3 separate regions of the Gossypium hirsutum genome follow, and all the other regions are linked to region 1. The links are chromatin contacts, called in public Hi-C maps. All regions are on one chromosome and are shown on one strand. The core of a region is the stretch at or near the end of the contact, and the rest is flanking DNA. Distances in the headings are between cores, read along the strand shown. Region 1 has its middle 18 kb from the start of LOC121205591. Region 2 has its middle 18 kb from the start of LOC107920311. Region 3 holds the start of LOC107920311 (cytochrome P450 78A9).

Region 1 (3,012 bases), core at 339-2,838:
TTTTCAACTTGAGTGTCATCAGTGTTTCTTATAACTCGAGTAGGAAAAGGAAAGGTACCTTTAATGTAAGATTGCAATCGATGAGTTCGAAGAATAAGAACATGTTTCTAGGCTAAATAATTGATCTCATTGACCAACAAAAAAAAAAACTTTGTTGTCGATAGAATAGTGGCAGATCCTGAAGCCATTGCAATACTGGTGGTAAAAGCAATAGGGCTGTCATGTTGTGATGTTACAATTTGCGCCATGAGAACAAGAAAAGTGATTCAATTAATATGAAAAATGAATCAAATAACAACAATCAAATACTCTAATACCACAACAGTAAAACTCTAACTGATGAACAATGATCAAACATAAAAACAAAGAACAATGAAATGCAGAAAAGTTAAAGAAGAAAGAAAGCTTTTGAGATAAAACTCATTTTCAATCATTATAAGTAGTAGAATGCATACATTCAGTGTTTATATACTAATTAATCAACTATTGTTAACAATTTATTAACAGATTAATAAATACTGTTAATACTTGCAAACAACTCAATCTGTTAGTTGTTAATAGTTAATAGCTAACAGCCTAACAAACTATTCCAACGCGCATTTAGCACATGCTCAATTATCCCAATACAAACACAATTATAATTTAGTACAAGGCGAACTCATTTGTGTTCTCTGGTCACTTTTGCAAATCAATAATAAATAATGGCAGTCTTAAGACCAAAGACATAAACAACTATTCTTCCTCACTTTCTTTTTTATTTTTACTCTATTTTCTTCATTAGTTTGAGCTCATATTTTTCTAATGTGTAATGACTTAAACATCAGAGAGCATTCCAAAGCACAAACTCTCATATCTCTAGCTCACCTTCACCTTACAATAACTACCGAGCATTCAAGCTCATTTCGTTGCCCTTGAAGAAAATATCTCAAACCAATACATCATCAATCATGTATAAACAAGAAGCCTCATTATGAACTGAGCAAAAATCATGGCTCAACCTCCTTAGCACTTCAAGTTAGGGATAAGCAAAAATCTAATTAGCTAATCAATTTAATGGAAAAAGTCGATTTTCAATTTATTCAGTCAAGGTAATGGGTTTGATGATTTATTCAAGTCTAATTTTGGGCTTCCGAACTAAATGAATAGACCGAATACCCATATTAATTCCAAAATCCAATTAATTAATTCAATACAATTTTTTTTTCTGTTTTATAAATAAATAAGTAGAAAAATTAAATACCGCCAAAATTGACCAAATTAAACTGAAGAAGTTTGTTTGATTATTTTGATTATTTTTTTTTCATATAGAGTCGATTGTTTCAATAATTTTAATAAGTTTATTATTAACATAATAATATTTTATATGATTCAAGTTAATTTTTGTCTAAAAATCATATTACGGAGCTCCTTTTCGACAAAATCATTTACCCTTTTCAACAATTTCTAGAAAGAAAAGTTTATTTCTATTGAGCGATTTATTTTCGTGAGACAAACATAAAAAGGAAAAAAGGAAAAACATTTTTTTCCAAGTCATGTTCTGCAATGCATCCAACATTGATGGGTTTGGGTTGGGTAATGGATATTTGCCACTTAACTCTTTACTTCCCTTCAAGCAAAAGCTTAAGCAATACAAGATCCATAGGGTTATCTTTCAGAATGGTTAGAAGTGGCCCAAAAATACCCATTACGAAAATGGGTACTAAAACTCATAGATCAAAATGATATTATCTTGAAAGAAGAAAAGCGGTTAATGTCAATTAATTACTCCACCTCCTTCACTCAAAAACACTCATTTGATGGAATTTTATTAAAATAATATTTTTTTACTAAAATAATACAGATTCAATTTTATTTATTAAAATAATATAAATTGAATAATAAAAAGAACTTTTCGTTTTCCATACCCTAAATTGACACAGTTGGTGGCAATTGGAGAGAGCACAGAAAATGGAGCCATGTGTGCGAGAACACAACCAACCCAACATAAACCTCAACCCTATTTACTACTTCCACCCTAAATCACTATATAAACCTCCCAAACCCAAACTCATCTCACACAACTCCTACATTAAAAAAGTTGTGGAAAAAATATTTCCAATTGATTTTAGTTTTTGAACTTTTTTTTAAAAAAAATTATAAATCTAATTCAACCTATTTTGAACTTTTTATCCTAGTTAATATATTAATAAAATTTTATATTTATTTTTTACAAAGTGTCTTGTCGGATTGCTCAAGTAAACATACTTATCACTTACCATCCTATAATGTCAGGTTATTAAGGTAAAAAAAAATTTACTTTGATGCGTCTACTACATGTCCTCAATTATGACATGATAAGTGAACTTAATCTATGTCCTTGATTTTCGCTAATGCCTAAATTTGTGACATATCACTTTAACTACATAAAGGAACATATCTTCAACATGATATGTTTAAGTTATCAAGATTTGCATACATCCTTCTTGGGAATAGAAGAGTTCAATAAAATGAGTTATTGAGTATTTTCATTAAGACTGCCGAAAATGATTGATATTTAGATTTGGATAAAAAAAATGAGTTGATATCTTAGAAAATAGTTCATAATTGATTGAATCAATTTTACATTTTTTAAAATTTTAAAATTATTTATTTAATTAAAATCGGATGAATTAATTTTTATTGGAGTTGTGTGAGATGAGTTTAGCTTTTTAGGGATTTATATAGTAATTTAGGATGGGGCATTAAATAAGGTTGAGTGGGATTTAATATTGAGTTGGATTGAGGTTGTGGGTTTTGGAAACAGAAGGTGATGGTGATATAGAACTCAATTTTCTCTGTCATTCTCCCAAATCGTCATTGTGTTGATTTGAAGTATGGGAACACTATATTATATTTTTATAAATAAAATTAGATTTATATTATTTTAGTAAAAATCCCTTCATTTGATCACTTTTATTAGCATTAATGACATTGTTTTCGAGTTTTTTTATTAAAATAACTCATCAAATTTAATTAAATATTAAAATGACTCAT
Region 2 (3,012 bases), core at 306-2,805, 310 kb before region 1:
AGATATATTTCTAATATCATTGTATACTTTTACATTATTATTATTTATATACATATATGTAGGTATTTATATAGCGTATGAATAGCTTTTCTAATAATCATTTCTAATATATATATCGTATATGTTTATGTATATATACCTTTAGTATTATTAGTTATATATTTTATACTATTTCTTATATATGTTCTTACCAATGTAAGTATGTGTTCTATTTTGTGTATATATCTTTAATATACATGTATGTAGTTATGTAGTAATATTAAGAATTGTCTTTTTGCATTATTTTCAATATGTATATACTTTGTAAATATTTTAACATTTTATTGTGTGTATGTATTTTTAAATATTGTATTTTTATTATGTATATATATATACCTTCTAAACGCTATATTTTTATACATGTCATGTATATATTTCGAATATTATATAGCATATTTCTAATACTATTATTATTTACATATACATGTTCTACGTACATATTCTTAATATCATTATCATATATGTGTACTCGTTTTCATTTCATGTTTAATTCTAGTATACGTTTAATATCGCACATATCTGTATTGTTTTTAATTTATTTGTCACACTTACATTCGCTTCCATATATTTCTAGCTCTGTCATCTATTTTAATCAATTTGCTTTGCATTATTTCGAAAATCTTATTTTTTTATTTTTTTAATAAATAAGGCAACGTATCGGTTTAATACTAAGTCACCGATTTCATCGCTATGTTGGGTGAACATCAATTGACTTGTGTTAAACGGTATGCCCTTCTAAAAAATCGGAAAAGCTAAAATTTCTCGTGTTCCAATCGGATTATGACTAAATGTTACATTGAACTCGTATTTTTGAAAATCAAGATAACACGTGTTTTACAAGATACCAATTTTGGGCGTCGCGAGGGTGCTAATACCTTTCTCGCTCGTAACCGACTCCCGAACTCTAATTTTTCTCTGGACTTTGACGTAGACCTAAACTCGACCTCCTTTTTATTTTAAAAAATAAATTTATTAATAAAAAGGATCGGTGGCGACTCCCTTTGTTAATAAAATCGAAAGTTACTTTTCAAATGTTTAATAAATCGCTACAATTAGCGACCAAGCTAAAATTTTTACGTCGCTACATCGTTAATTCATATACATACTATATAATAATAAATTTTACATGCAATTAGCAAATTGATTGTTTTATATAAAGAATTCTATTAAATAATATAAATTATATTTTTTATAAGAAAAAATTATTTGTGTTGTAATCATATAAAATTAAATATGGTATTACATTAGAAATTAAAGTAATTTTCCAAATTATTTAAACCATCAAAACCCACGGCTTGATTTAAGCTCGAATATGAGAAGAAAAAAAAAAGAATTCAAACCTGAAAATTCAAGTCCAAAAGAGAACCCAAGCCCAAAAATTTCATGCCTAAAAAATTTAAATCTGAAAAAGTTTATCCATACTTGCCCATTTGCCGCCTCTATGAATCCACAGTTGAACCCTTCAATCTAGCGGGAATTTGAGAAAGTGGGTGACATCAATAGACGCTACCAAAAGCCCAATATGACGGGCCGTTTTCCAAGGTAACCAGGCCTTTGTCCACGAAGAAAATCAGAAACATATGTAACAAGAGCTCCTGTTTGGATAAATTATCTAGTGGAGGAAAAAAAAGTTAAAAGTTGTCCCTGTGCTCTTCAAAAATTTGAAATTTAATCTTGATGTTTTAACTTTAAGAATTTAGTACATTTACTTTTTAGCTTTAAAAATTGAAATCTAATTGTTACTTCTTCTTCTTCTTTTTTTTTTTGATAATTTGGTTGGTGTAACATTTTGAAATAAAAAAGTACTCACTCGGTAGTAATGCAACTAAAAAAAAGACATTATAATGAACTTGAATTTAAAAAAATATTTTAAACAGTATTAATAGTTAAACCTGAATTTTGAAATTGATAATTTAAAGGGAACAAATTTCTCAAAATAAAAATACATAGACTAATTTTTAAATTTACAAAGAGTGTAAAGAAATTAAAATATCACAATAACTAAAAGAAATTAAAAAATGAGATTAAGGATTTACTATGTGTTACTACCTTATTTTGAAAGAATAAATAAAATTAACTATACATGAAAAAAATGTACATATACAAATATAATGTAAATATAAATACATATTTAAGCAATTATAAAGTAGAATCAAACCATTAAAAAGCACAAATAAATAAGAGAAGAAAATGATTCGAGACTAAAACCTAGACATATACAATTGCATATGATGGGTTAAAAACCCACGCAGCACAATTATAAATAGAAAAACTCAAACTTAGATCTTTCAAACCAAACAGTACCAAGGCTTTATAAAAATTTATTTTCTAATAACTAATGATAATAATTTTTTAATGTATGGACAATTAACCATACAATCACACATCATTAGAATAGCCCTTGGCACTTTATGTGCATTTATCATATTTTCATCTATACATACTGATACTAATAAATAAAAGTCCAAACTAGTCATAAATCGAGCATGTATAAATTAATAATTTTACATGTGTCATTGTATAAATAATTGTCAAGATATAAATATTGAAATAATATAGACTAACAAGATATTAAATATAAATTCACATAATAAAATTAGTATGTGGAAGCCTTTATTTTTATTAATTAATAATTTCAACTTTTCAAACGGATATATAAATGAGATTCCTCTAAGTTTCTTAAATATAAAAACTTGAGATTCAAATGTAATAGTAGTAGGATAGATAAGCAAGTTCGGTTCAATAAATCTAAAGGAATCCCCACAATAATTAAAGATTTGGTAATCTTTAACTCCCAAGTCCCATGTCCCATCCGCATATCTAAGAAATGCCTTGGGAAAAAAAAAATCAACGCCTTTGCCGTTGTTCCAACTTTTTTGTGAGTCAAAAGCAAAGGAAATGGCAATGAAAATGTGATACCCATTAACAATTGGAAGCTGAACATATCCCTTCATCCATTCAAAGGTTCAATAT
Region 3 (3,012 bases), core at 383-2,882, 290 kb before region 1:
TAGTAATTGTAATCATTGAGGTAATGATATATATATATATATATGTGTGTGTGCACACCATAAATATATTAGTACTTGATAATCGCACTTACCTTGATCAATTTATTAATTAGTTTAGTGTAATGTGAAAAAATTTTTAGTATAAATTAAATGTTAAAGAAATATACTAGGAATACTCATTATAATATTTCTATGGGGGTAATAAAATAGTTATTCAAAATTGGAAGATTACGCAATCTATAGTTTTTATCGAAATAATCAAATGATCCGCTCGGTCTGGTTTTTGGTTCATTAAAAAGCTGTGTAATTAGCTTCGAACTGCTGTCTTTTTATTAATATTTAAGGAACCTCATTTCCATGTTATTATTATTATTATTATAATCTGATGCTTCACCGAATGGTGAGAAGAGTAATTTAGTACACATTAAGATTAATTCATTTCTTTGGCTGCTATCTCCGACAATTTGCATTATTTTCCCTTTTTGAATGAAAATAATTAGTGAGTGGTGGGTCAAGTTTAGTCAACTGAACTGTTTCCTCCTACTACAATAGATTTGATTTATAATTATTTTACACCTTTATTTTGCCTAATTCAGTACATTCACTCAACAAATATTCTTAATTGACCAAATACCATAAACTCAGCATATCACTTATGGTTTTTTTTTTTTAGACAAAATGTAAGACCCTTTTGATATATATTTCTCATTCACAAAATTTGAACTGCATTAAATTTTTACAGCTCCATAACAACTTTTGATATTAAGTTCTTGTGACATTGACCATGGTTTAGTCTTTGGTATTGGTCTTGCCCTTTCTAGGAAACTGAGAAATTGAAAAGGCTTCAAGCTTTTGAGTGTTGACTACCTGATTGCTTCAAGCCAAACAAGATCAACGGTCAGGGATTGGTCATACTGCAACTTCAAAAATCCAGGACGTTCAATAACTGCCACGTGAACAGCATATTTATTCCAGAGTTTGACAACTATAACCATGTATCCAAGACACATGGACGGTGATAAATGCAAACAAAGCATGGGCATTAAAGGGAATAGGAGAGGGAAGCGAGAAGCAGGAGTTGTCACCATCAGACATTGCATGAAAGGAACACGTGTCGACAAGCCAGGCGATGGTTGAAATACGGTTTTTGGTGTTTGTGGGAAGGGATTTAGATATGGGCGTATTTAAGCCATCGCTGGGTGTCATGTTTTTTTTTTTTATTTACGCCTAAAAGCAGTGAATGATGGTAGAAGGCATGGGTGTCATGTGCTACAGTTGCTTTGCCACCCGACAACATCCGTCCACACGACCCCCTCGTGTCATTCCTTGGTAACTTGAACATTTTTAACACCCATGTTAACTTGTCCGAGGAATTTGTCCTCTTCACGCGCCACCCTTTTAATTTTCATCATCTATTTCTCAATCTTTGTATAAAATAAAGATTACAGTTCAGTATACCAAACTCATGTGTCCATATTCAATTTATTTTTAGTACACTACAAAGGAACATTTCTTGGTTGGGATTGAAAATGACATCATCAAAACTAGTAAATCAATATTTCTCTTCCTCCCAACCTTTTTGTTCGTTACTTCATTCTATCAAAAAGGTTCAACGAGGGAGCATTCTTGAAAATCATTTTTTTTTCATTACTGATTCATATATATATTACACAAAATAGTGGGTTAAATAATTATGTCACGCTAACGTTGAGGAATTTTTATTGGTTTCACACTCCACAATTGGGCCTCAATCTAGGGCTCATTTGCATAGTCCAGAATAGGTCAACCCAATTTCTTTTAGCACATATTTATTCATTTTGTGCGGTCTAGTTCCCGACATATAAACGTCAGCCACTAAGCACACGATCCCAGGAAATAAGGGTGTGTTTCCACGCGCTCCAATGTCGGAGATATCTTTTCCCTGTACTCCGTCATGCAATCGTGGCGGCGCAACTACTTTATATAAAGAAAACGAAATTACGGTGTTCTTAAAATACATTTAAAAAACATTCAAGATTTTACCACAAATATCGGCATTTGGCAGTATTTCTCCCGTAAGGAGGGTTATTGATTTTGTGACCGTCTAAGCGCATCCGCCCCTGTATAAATAGCATCCGCACTCATTAGTGTTTACACCCTAAAATATAAAAGCCAGCATCCTTGTACTCCCCTTGTTTCAATTCCCAGAATCCAGCCTCCAACGCCATGAGAAGTGAGATAGAGAGTGTTTGGGTGTTTGCCCTTGCATCCAAATGGCGAACCTTTTCTCAAGAAAGCTTTGCATGGTCGATTTTCATCATTCTTCTTGCCTGGCTAATCATGACCCTTGTCTACTGGGCTTACCCTGGTGGCCCAGCCTGGGGCAAGTACAGGATCGTGAACCGTTCCTCACTTACTGCTGCTAACAAGAGGAGAATTCCAGGGCCTAGAGGTTTGCCTCTAATAGGCAGCATGAAGCTGATGGCCAGCTCCTTGGCTCACCACCGGATTGCGGCCGCAGCAGAAGCATGCAAAGCCAAGAGGCTAATGGCCTTTAGCCTGGGTGACACTCGTGTTATCGTCACGTGCAATTCGGATGTAGCGAGAGAGATTCTCAACAGCTCTGTGTTTGCTGATAGGCCGGTAAAAGAGTCGGCTTATAGCTTGATGTTCAACAGAGCAATCGGGTTCGCACCTTACGGGGTTTACTGGCGAACCCTGAGGAGAATCGCGGCTACGCACCTTTTCTGTCCTAAGCAAATCAGAGGTGCCGAGGAACAGAGACGCCAGATCGCCTCTGAAATGGTCACCTTATTTGCTCTCCATAACCAAAGCTTCCACGTCCGCCAACTGCTCAAACGAGCTTCTCTAAACAACATGATGGCTTCAATATTCGGACGAAAATATAACTTAAATTCCACCAGCAATGAAGTCGAACAACTTCGAGCTTTGGTTGAAGAAGGCTACGATTTACTGGGCTCATTAAATTGGTCCGACCATCTTCCATGGCTAGCCGATTTCGACCCTCAAAAA

The links. Hi-C and Micro-C count contacts between places; a contact is called where the count stands out from the background.
Region 2: a contact with region 1 is called in a Hi-C map of leaf, with 5 times the contacts expected there. The contact joins two enhancer-like sites. A contact is called at or near these places in 4 of 34 Hi-C or Micro-C datasets (hypocotyl and leaf).
Region 3: a Hi-C map of leaf shows a contact between it and region 1, with 2.8 times the contacts expected there. The contact joins the promoter of LOC107920311 here to the enhancer-like site in region 1. A contact is called at or near these places in 11 of 34 Hi-C or Micro-C datasets (anther, callus and leaf).

Annotation. Positions count from the first base shown.
Region 1 is chrA08:100,016,162-100,019,173 of Gossypium_hirsutum_v2.1, reverse strand. No RefSeq gene overlaps it. Among protein-coding and RNA genes, the nearest start is that of LOC121205591, 18 kb to the left of the region's middle. Within about 2 kb of position 1,588, at least 1 of the 9 cell types and tissues checked has an H3K27ac peak or open chromatin away from gene starts, as enhancers often do. A contact at or near this core is called in leaf, where this site is marked.
Region 2 is chrA08:100,323,329-100,326,340 of Gossypium_hirsutum_v2.1, reverse strand. No RefSeq gene overlaps it. Among protein-coding and RNA genes, the nearest start is that of LOC107920311, 18 kb to the right of the region's middle. Within about 2 kb of position 1,555, at least 3 of the 9 cell types and tissues checked have an H3K27ac peak or open chromatin away from gene starts, as enhancers often do. A contact at or near this core is called in leaf, where this site is marked.
Region 3 is chrA08:100,305,799-100,308,810 of Gossypium_hirsutum_v2.1, reverse strand. It overlaps LOC107920311 (cytochrome P450 78A9), which reads left to right and starts at 1,632. Exons shown (of 2, transcript XM_016849957.2): 1 at 1,632-3,012. The coding sequence starts at 2,206.